2 separate regions of the Bos taurus genome follow, and region 1 is linked to region 2. A link is a contact called in public Hi-C data. All regions are on one chromosome and are shown on one strand. Each heading gives the region's core, a stretch centred on a gene start, on an enhancer-like site or on the middle of the called end of the contact. The rest is flanking DNA. Distances are from core to core; before and after follow the strand shown. Region 1 has its middle 47 kb from the start of SEMA4F. Region 2 overlaps HK2 (hexokinase 2).

Region 1 (5,392 bases), core at 1,341-3,840, 170 kb after region 2:
GCCGGCCTTGGCGCTGCAGTTTGGCCGCGGAGAGACTGACTCGGCTCCCTTCCCACCACGACTTTCGCAAAGGCTTCCTTGTGGGCCAGGCAGAGGATGATGCTGCGCCTGCCCTCCCTGGGCCCGCCCCGCACTGCACGTCTCCTGGGCCCACCAGGCCTGCTCACCGGGAGTTTCAAGCTCAGCCAGACGGGAGGGGTTTAAATGAATGACATGTTTCTTCCAAAGTCAGAATTAATGGGTCTTATTTCTGTATCTAACTCCCGTCTCATCTTCCAGTTTTCTGTGTCATGAACTCCGCAGCCCGGAGCGTCCTGACCAGGCCAAGACCGGCGCTCGTGCTGCCACCTGCTGGTGAAAAAACTCGAGCGGCCAACCGACTGCCGTCGGGTGGCCAGTGACTGGAAGGGGGATTTCAAGACAGGATATATTCCAGATTACTGGAGCTACGGACGTTTAAACGTATTATTTCCAAAGAGTACAACAGTTGACAGAAGACTTGGTCTAGGCTCCACGGGTCCTCTGGAAGTTTCTCTTTGGTTTCTTTTTCCAAGGGGACTGATATTTGCACAAGTGCAGTTTAGTGCAATAAAACAGATGTTCACCACCAAAGCACATAATGGATCCACATAGGTCAGAGCTGGTGTGTTACTAATGCCACCACCATGATGTCACTGTGATTTCCATCACAGTTGGCTCTGCCCTGCCTAAATTGCTCAGGATGCCCCCTGTGACATACCAATGGTCATCATCTAGGTACTTCACAGCCCAGTGGGTTATCTCATTGCCCTGTATTCTTGGGCCATACTGACTCTTTCTTCAGGCACCCTGATAGTATGATTTTGAAAGTGAATGCTTATTTTAAAAACAATTTTAGAGCCATTCTATTAGAGTGGTGGTGTTAGAGAAGACTCTTGAGAGTCCCTTGGACTGCAAGGAGATCCAACCGGTCCATTCTAAAGGAGATCAGTCCTGGGTGTTCTTTGGAAGGAATGACGCTAAAGCTGAAACTCCAGAGATGAGATCATGAGTGCATGCAGTGAGTCTACTAAAAAAGAGGATGTGCTCTAAGCTCAAATCACCCAAGTGTGTGTTCAGGCTTTGACACTTGCTAGTTTGGGGGATATGGGATGAGTTACCTCACTTCTCTGTGCCTTGGGTTTATCATCTGTAAAATAGATATGATAACAGCATTATCTCACAAGTTATTTATGAGAATTAAATTAAATAGGTCTACTTTGGCTCTTACACAGTAAGAACTCAAATGTCAGTCTGTTAAACCTGAACTAGATTTTGCTATATTCAGCATTTTGTTGCTTGGAAGATTCTGGTTTTTAAATTCCCAGATAAACAATTTCCCATTTGTTCATCATTTTACAGTTGTCTTCAGTACAATTGTATGTATTCTTTCCATTGCCTTGGGTGGTCGATGTCCTCATCCCCATTTTTAGGTGAATAAACTGAGGCTCAGAGTGGTTTAGTGACATACCCTATGTTATACAGCAAGTAGGCCAGAATGCACACCCAGCTCTTCTCTCCCCAAGACCAGGGTTCTGCCTACTATACAACTCTTACCTTTATAATTCTTCTAAATGTGGTGAGTACATATCTTATGTTATAACTGTCCATCAAGTATCTATGCAGTGCCTGCAGTTTTTCAAGTTTTAGTAACTTCCTAAAACCAGACCTCCAGATTTTAAGGAAATTGAGAGAAATACGTATATTATGAATAATTGAGCCCAATCCCCTCATACTCCCTTTTTGAAATGCTCCCCTACAGAGCTGAAATTGCTTCTTTCTTCTTCTTTCTTCCCTGCAGACTGAGAGCTCTGTGAAACTCAAGACTGACCATGTTGGTTCAATTTTCTTTCTGTAAAAAAGAAATGCAGAGAAGAAACCCTTTTCACTGAAAGGAGTCAGGAAACAAGATGAAATTTCTTTAACTCTCAATAGCAGGTCCATCCCAGTCTATAGGGAAAGAGATTAAGGATAGATTTAATAATTGGGGGCCAAATACTTCATTGAAGATCTTTCTTTCCTGGTTAGTAATGTAATAATAACTGAACAATTATCGAATGTCAACCATGAGCAGGCACTAAACTAAGCATGTCACATGTGTAAGCTCCATCCACATTCTGCAGCAACCCTGTATACAGGCACTTTAGTTATCCTCATTTTACTGATAAAGAAGCAGTCTGAGTTCCTCCCTTCTCACTACTGCACTTGACTAGTCTTAAAAAAAAAAAAAAAAAAGAAGCAGTCTGAGAAGAACTTGGGTTTACCAGCATCACACAACTAGTAAGTAAAGTAGCAGAAAAGGAACTTGAACCCAGGTCTGTCTAACAGTAAGAGAAGAGGCTCTACCCTCTGCCTGGCCTGCCCCCCAAGAAGGAGCAGGGCATCTGCTGCCAGGCTTGCACAGGGAAGCTGACTCGTGTGGAGCAACAGATTGGGGGAGTGAGTGCACACTCCCTACCACAACCGTCTCCACTCCTTCTCTTTGATTTATTTTCCACCCAAGTGGCCAGGGTTTATACCAGAGTCATCTTCTTTGGCTCCTTCCCTGGTTGTGCCTGGCATTCCTGGCCCTGACTCATGCCCCAAAGCACTCTCTCCCCTAGTTCCTGGCAGCAGAGCTGGGGGGAATATCCAGTGTCAGAGATCAGCAAAGCCCTTCATGTGACAGAGGGCTACTCGCCTTCCCAGTGAACAGCACCTATGTCTCCAGAGAGTGGTTTCGATGACATCAGCCCTCCCAGAACTTGTCTTTCCTTCCACAAGTCCCTAGGGCCCAGCTCACAGGGAGCAGCTGCTCCTTGCAGCTCGCCAAACATTTCTACTCAATTCATGCAGTTCTGAGCCTCCCCATTCTCTTCCCATGTCCCTGTTTGTTCCTGCCCATCAGGATCTCCCAGAGCCAGATCTTTTTATGACTGATGGCACAGCCAATTTGTTTATGGGATTTGATTTCCAAATAATCAACAGCTCCAGTAATTTCAACAATAACTGCACAAGTAGCCCCAGACGATTCACGGCTTCTGGTCTCAAGATTTTTTTTGTTGTTGTTAATTTTTCAAAGGTTGTTTAGAATTCCAAGCTCATTTTCCTGTCATATCTGGTTCTAGTCTGCCATATCTTTGGCAGACTATAAGAACCAACTATCACATACTGAACATCCATAGTGGAAGTCAATGGAAAACTGAACACCTCTACAGGACTTGAGGAAAAGCAAGTACAGCAAAGGAGGGAAAGAAGATGAGGCTTCTGAGAGGCTAAAGTTCTGAGGAACTTCAGATGCAATAGAAAAAAGAGTTTCCCAGCTCCCAGATGCAGAGGGACAAGAGGAGACCTTGTTGACAAGCAGATTCCAGGGTCCCTCCCCCAGGTCTGATATGGGGCAAGAACTCTCAGGGTCAACAGAGAATTCTTCCAATTCAGGAGGTCCATGGAAAACACTCAGAGAAAGGCTCACTGCAGGACCAAGAACACCTGCTGAGGGAGACTTCACCCTCAAGGGAAGAGGATTCCTGCAGCAAGGAGAGAGGGAAGGGTTTCCTGAGGAAAGTGTTCAGAAAGAACAGTCAGGAAGCAGGAGAGGAGGGAATGTGCTACAGATGAGAACGAGGTCAAGACCCCCCAGAGGCCATATCATGAAGGGATCTAAAAGTTCAGTTCAGTTCAGTCGTGTCTGACTCTTTGTGACCCCATGGGCTGCAGCACCCCAGGCTTCCCTGTCCATTGCCAACTCCCGGAGCTTACTCAAACTCATGTCCATCGAGTTGGTGATGCCATCCAACCATCTCATCCTCTGTCATCCCCTTCTCCTTCTGCCTTCAATCTTTCCAAGCATCAGGGTCTTTTCCAGTGAGTCAGTTCTTCCCATCAGGTGGCCAAAGTATTGGAACTTCAACTTCAGCATCAGTCCTTCCAATGAATATTCAGGATTGATTTCCTTTAGGATTGACTGGTTTGATCTTCTTGCAGTCCAAGGAACTATCAAGAGTCTTCTCCAACACCACAGTTCAAAAGCATCATTCCTCAGCATTCAGCTTGCTTTATCATCCAATTCTCACATCCATACATGACTACTGGAAAAACCATAGCTTTGGCTAGCCAAACTTTTGTTGGCAAGCTAATGTCTCTGCTTTTAGGTTGGTCATAGCTTTTCTTCCAAGGAGCAAGCATCTTTTAATTTCATGGCTGTAGTCACCATCTGCAGTGATTTTGGAGCCCCTCAAAATAAAGTCTCTCACTGTTTCCATTGTTTCCCGATCTATTTGTCATGAAGTAATAGGACCAGATGCCATGATCTTAGTTTTCTGAATGTTGAGTTTTAAGCCAGCTTTTTCACTCTCCTCTTTCACTTTCATCAAGAGCCTCTTTAGTGCCTCTTCACTTTCTGCCATAAGGGTGGTGTCATCTGCATATCTGAGGTTATTGATATTTCTCCCAGAAATCTTGATTCCAGCTTGTGCTTCATCCAGCCCAGCATTTCTCATGATGTACTCTGCATGTAAGTTAAATAAGCAAGGTAACAATATGCAGCCTTGATGTATTCCTTTCCCAATTTGGAACCAGTCCATTGTTCAATGTCCAGTTCTAACTGTTGCTTCTTGACCTGCATACAGGTTTCTCAGGAGACAGGTAAGGTGGTCTGGTATTCCCATCTCTTGAAGAATTTTCCACAGTTTGTTGTGATCCACACAGTCAAAGGTTTTAGTGTAGTCAGTGAAGCAGAAGTAGATGTCTTTCTGGAATTCCCTTGTTTTTTCTCTCTCTCTCTCTTTTTTTTTTTTCCCCTGTCAATATTTTTTTTTTTTAGTTAATTTATTTTAATTGGAGGATATCACAGTATTGTGACAGTTTTGCCATCCAACAACATGAATTGGCCACAGGTACACATGTGTCCCCTCCCATCTTGAACTCCCCTCCCATCTCCTTCCACACCTTATCCCTCTGGGTTGTCCCAGAGCACCAACTTTGGGTGCCCTGCTTCACACATCAAACTTGCACTGGCCATCTGCTTTACATATAGTAATGAATGATCCAACAGATGTTGGCAATTTGATCTCTGGTTCCTCTGCCTTTTCTATAAATCTAGCTTGTACATCTGGAAGTTCTCCGTTCATGTACTGTTGAAGTCTAACTTGAAGCATTTTGAGGATTACATCACTAGTGTGTGAGATGAGTGCAATTGTGCAGTAGTTTGAACATTCTTTGCATTGCCCTTCTTTGGGATTGGAATGAAACTGATCTTTTCCAGTCCTGTGGCCACTGCTGAGTTTTCCAAATTTGCTGACATATTGAGTGCAGCACTTTCACAGCATTATCTTTTAGGATTTGAAATAGCTCAGCTGGAATTCCATCACCTCCACTAACTTTGTTCATAGTG
Region 2 (4,916 bases), core at 1,258-3,757:
CATGTCCTGCTCATGGTCCGAAATTCCCTTCCCAGGAGGTGGTCTGCTGTGGCGGGAAGAACAGTGCATTAGAAGGGAGAAGTTCCTACCTCTTCTAAGCTCTAAGGCTCAAGAGGTGACCATGCAAGATGTGCTCCTTACTTAGATATCACCTCCTCCATTCACACTTTTATTGAGTACATATTAGGTATAATAAACACAGTAGGAATAGCCAGCACTCAAGAGTGATCCCTATAGCTGTGCAAGTATCCAGGAATGTTTTAGGTGATTCCTCTCCATGAACTGAGAGCAGCTAGAATAGGAGCAGAAAGAGCATCCTGAGGAAGCTTGTGCAGAGCAGGTGAAAGGGTCACCATTGTCCTTGGATAATGAAGAACAGAGAACAATGGCTGAGCCTGTGGCCATCACCCACCCACCCACCAGATACTTCTGCTGTCATGGCAATGAGCGCCCTCTGTAGGAAGGCTCTCCTGGGGGAACTGTTGAGAGGGAGAGCCCCCAAGAGTCAGCACTAGCCCCTCTGGGGAGTGCTTTCTACTTTGGAAGCAGGGGCAGGTAGTAGGGACCCTAGACCACCATACTGTCTAATTCCAGGAAGCACCATTCCCACAGACCACATCACGGGGCCTGAAAAGCGGATGGAGCCTCCTAGGGCCGGACAAACACAGGCTCTGGTTGTTTGGATCTGGCTTTGCGCCTTGCCTCTGGCCCCTCCCTCCTCTGTAATCTAAGGCCAAGTCACTCAATCCTTCAAAGCCCAGTTCCACATCTAAAAGTGGACAGAATAGAAGCACCCAGCCTTAGGGCTAGTGTGAGGACGAAAGGAGGAAATCCACACAAACGTGTGTTACTTCTGGTGGGCCGATGTGTGTGTCTTGGTGGCCCCGCTGGATCTGAAGAACTGAAAGGGTAGACCAGGACTTTGATTCCCAGCAAGGATCCGTGAGCCGGTACACAGTAGGTGCTCAACACACGTTCAGACACTATCATGATGGCAAGTCCATCCTTGCTTGTTCTCTTCTAGCTATCACTGAGACAACTCTACTTGGATTTCACATTTCTTCTCCATCCACTCTTTTTATCGTATGTGCCGAGTACAGAACGTGACTTGGGGTCACAGAGATGTGGGGATGACTTAGCATGATTTGGGGCCAGTGTGGAAGTACACAGAGCCCACTGCAGTGCCAGGTAGAAGAGACACCCCAAAGCTGGATTTTTTTCAACAGGCTCCTATCCCTGTGTGTAAAACCTCTTCTGTTTCAGAACGTCAAAAAGAGGGAGAGCAAATAACCAAAAAGGTTAAGAAGCAGGTTCCATTCCATGTTTTGCTATGCTAACAATGGTGAGTCAGAACAATCACTGTGACAGGTGGCAGTGTCAAGCCACAATTATGTCTTCTCCTGACTTGCTATTCAATGACACCACTAATCATAGGTATCCAGGTGTACTGGTCCAGCCTCCTGACATCAGATTCCTCAATCACCAGTGCATGCAAGCAAAGCTCAGATGAGAGAGAAAGTCAAAATCCCTCCCACTAAAGCACATCCAGACCCTGGGGTCTCGTGCATATGCTCTCTGGCCACATGCACCTCTCCTGATGGAGGCCCCCACCTAGCCTCCAGGCGTTGAGGGGCATCACCCGGCAAAGAGGGGAGTCAAGATCTCCTTCCTCCAAGACCACAGAGAAGGAGCATCATCTGCTCCTGTAGGGCCCAGAGCCCCAGTGGCCATCATACCTGGGTGCCACTGCCTCGCATGATGTCCTCGGGGATGGCATAGATCTGGCTCTCCATCTCAACCTTCTGGAGTCCATTGTCTGTTACTCTTACCCAAAGCACACGGAAGTTGGTCCCTCCAAGGTCCAGAGCCAGGAACTCTCCATGTTCTGCAGAGAGAAGGGCCACTATTAATTCAGGAGACAAAGCGTAACTGTTTCACAGAGACCAAAACATAAAACCCAAGAATTCTGCCATAAACACTGGACTGGTCATCTCTAGGTGATGAGATGTGGGTGAAAAAAGTGGGTCTTAGTTTTTTCTACACACTTTTATGTATTGCCTCATATTCTTTTTCTTAATGCTAACCACTTGTATATTACTTTTAGGATACACATGAAGAATCAGTTTCCTATTCAATGATGGGGTGCCCACCCCCCTCACAAAAGCTGACTATTTCCCAAGGGCTTTCACCCAAGTCCCCATTGAGCTCACAGGGCCCATCAAGCCCTGCATCAAGAGACCAGGCCTCGGTTTTGTTCTTCATGCCCCGAGGACACCCAATACACTGCTACAAGCTCATGGCCCACCTGGGCCTTTGGCCAAATTGTGATCTCTGAACAAAATGTAGTCTTTAAGTTTGTACACAGTGACGGCAAAATGCCTCGGCAGGAATGAGAGTCACACAAGGGAGTGGAATGGAATCCAGCTAACTGTAAGTTAAGAGGCCTCGTAAATAAGTCTAGCAGGTGCCCCCTGCCAGGCTTACTCAAGTGTGAGAGAATGCTGACCTAAGAGTATATGAGACAAGAGTCCGGCCACTCCGACAAGCCACAGGGTGCGGGCGAGAGGGGAGAGAGGGAGACTCCACAGACACAAGTGGGTCAAGAGCTCCAGGTGCCACAGGAAGGCACAGTCCCTCCAGGAAATAAGCAGAGCCGAACAGGAAACATCTAGATTCCAGATGATAATAGGGGCTGCGGGGACACACACCATTGTGCGGTGCAGAATGGAAGTGCTGAAGAGGCGTGGAGGCCCAAGCCGGGGCTGGGGCTCAGGGGGCAGGCCAGGACTGGGACAAGGTGGACTTGTCCCCTGAGCAGTCTCCTCAACCAGGCCTGCTCCACCAGTCTTCCAGTGCCCCGCCACATGCCTTCTGAAAGGATACATGATTATTTCGGGGGGTGGGGGGGATTCACTTATTGGCATGTTTGTCAATACTCAGCCCTTCTCCTGATGGGAGACTTGCCACTGAAGTAAGGGAGAATGGATCAAGGGATCTGGGATGCACTCTGACTAAGAGAAACAAGGGGTTATTCTGACCCACATGCTCTCAGCAGCAAGGAGTGTTTGGTCCTGAGAAAGGCCAACCTCTGCCCAGGTCCTTGAGGGCACTCACCAGCACAGTCCCTATCATCCAGAGGGGCAGCCTGAAGTGGACATCATGCCCCCGAGATTACATGGGCCTTACCTCCACACAACCCTGGTTTGCTGGTAACAATACATAAGAGAGACTGGCTCTGGCTCCCACATTACCCACACCAGAACTCCAGCCAATCTGGGGACATGGCAGATTCCTGAGCCTCTGAGCTTCAGCTGCCTCATCTCCAGAGCAGGAGCCTCCTACCTGATGTGGCTAAGGTGAGGGGAAAACCAAGTAAGATGCCTCAAGTACTCAGCACAATACCAAGAACTCAGAACACACTCAATAAGGACTAGAAACCTTCCATCCAGGCTCTTGGCAAACACAGCCTGACACTCACACTTGAGTCCCCCAGGCCCAGCGTCAGGGCTGCTTCTCAGACTGAAAAAAAGTAAAAGAAACATCCTGAGGCAAGACTGAAGAAATCTGTCTAAGAAAAGCCACCAGGATCTTTGCCAGAGACTTCAGCACTCCTCCTCAGGAAGTACTAATTTTCTGTCCCTTCCATTGCATCTAGCGGTCCCCCAGCCCTTTAGCCACCATTGCTAGATAGCTAGGGCAACCTCAACCCCATCTAGAGAGACTGCTCCCCTTGTGGCCATGGGTGACTTTTCCAGGCATACCAGTTCTGAGCCTCCCCTGGCAGTGGGACATCAGCCAGTTTGTAGGGAAAACTATGTGAGGCTCTCATGGGGGATGAAAAGGAAAATCAAAGATGAATCGCCTGCCTCAGCATTCTGTAGCCCAGGATACGTGAATCTGCTGAATCGGCGACCGCGGGGGATTGAGGCAGCCGAGGCTGCCCCTGGTTGGTCACGATTCAAGGCTAGCCCAGCTGGATTCACTGGAGGGGATAGCTCCATCAAGAATGGTGGTTTTGCAGTATTTGCTGATGGACTGTAGGGAAATCACAAATAATAAAGTACTGCTGATAAATCCATTCCCAAGAAGGAATGTCATTCTTTTCAGACTCCGCCAGTTCAGACATTCCTCTTCATCTCTGCTGCCTGATGCCCCTCCACAAACACTCATAATCACAACTAACACAGCCAAAGACTTTAGTCCTTCCAGAGTCCAATATCTCTGAGACAGGCCCAGCATCATGACGCCTGGAGCTAAATTGTAAGGTGACCCCTTGAGACACTGAATGGACCCCTTCCCTAGTGCCCACCTCCCCACCATGCATGAGCTGCTCACACAGAGCAGCAGCAGGCTCCGTTTTGAATTCCAGCTCAGCTGCTTCAGTACCTGTATGGACGCTCTGAGCGTGTCACCTCGCCTGCAGAACAGGGCTCATAATGCTGACTTTCCCAGGGCTCATGAGCTTACACAAAATACAGAACACATTGTAACTGAGTATACAGGTCCACGGTAAGCCGTCAGTCGGCAGTTACTGCTGTCACTGTCATGGCTTCTTTGATTACGTGGCTCCTCTCTTCTAGTTCTCAGCCCCTCTAATTCTTGCCTACTCCTATCCTATTCCTGGCCCAAGTCCTACCACCACTGTTTACCTTCCAGGACATCCTAGAAGTCCAGAGCAGAGGCTATGTCATTTGGTATGAAAGGGGATGGTATCTGTGGGTCTGGGACAGTCAGACTGGCTGGGCAGGAGCAAGGCTCTGGGGCAGGAGAATCTACAGGAAGAAACCTATAGCTGGTTTCTTAAGTACACAGCCACAGGGCATAGGGCCCAGTGAGGCCCAGCAAGATTATTCTGCTGAATGATTATATTTGGTGTATGAGGCAATGGATTAAGAAAACATCTCATATTTCATTTG

What was found. Hi-C and Micro-C count contacts between places; a contact is called where the count stands out from the background.
Region 1: a Hi-C map of skeletal muscle shows a contact between it and region 2, with 2.9 times the contacts expected there. The contact joins two enhancer-like sites. A contact is called at or near these places in 3 of 11 Hi-C or Micro-C datasets (liver, skeletal muscle and an unstated tissue).

The regions. Positions count from the first base shown.
Region 1 is chr11:9,936,516-9,941,907 of ARS-UCD2.0, forward strand. No RefSeq gene overlaps it. Among named protein-coding and RNA genes, the nearest start is that of SEMA4F, 47 kb to the right of the region's middle. Within about 2 kb of position 2,591, at least 12 of the 102 cell types and tissues checked have an H3K27ac peak or open chromatin away from gene starts, as enhancers often do. A contact at or near this core is called in skeletal muscle, where this site is marked.
Region 2 is chr11:9,767,729-9,772,644 of ARS-UCD2.0, forward strand. HK2 (hexokinase 2) reads right to left here. Exons shown (of 18, transcript XM_015473383.2): 3 at 1,737-1,885. Among named protein-coding and RNA genes, the nearest start is that of HK2, 40 kb to the right of the region's middle. Within about 2 kb of position 2,508, at least 1 of the 102 cell types and tissues checked has an H3K27ac peak or open chromatin away from gene starts, as enhancers often do. A contact at or near this core is called in skeletal muscle, where this site is marked.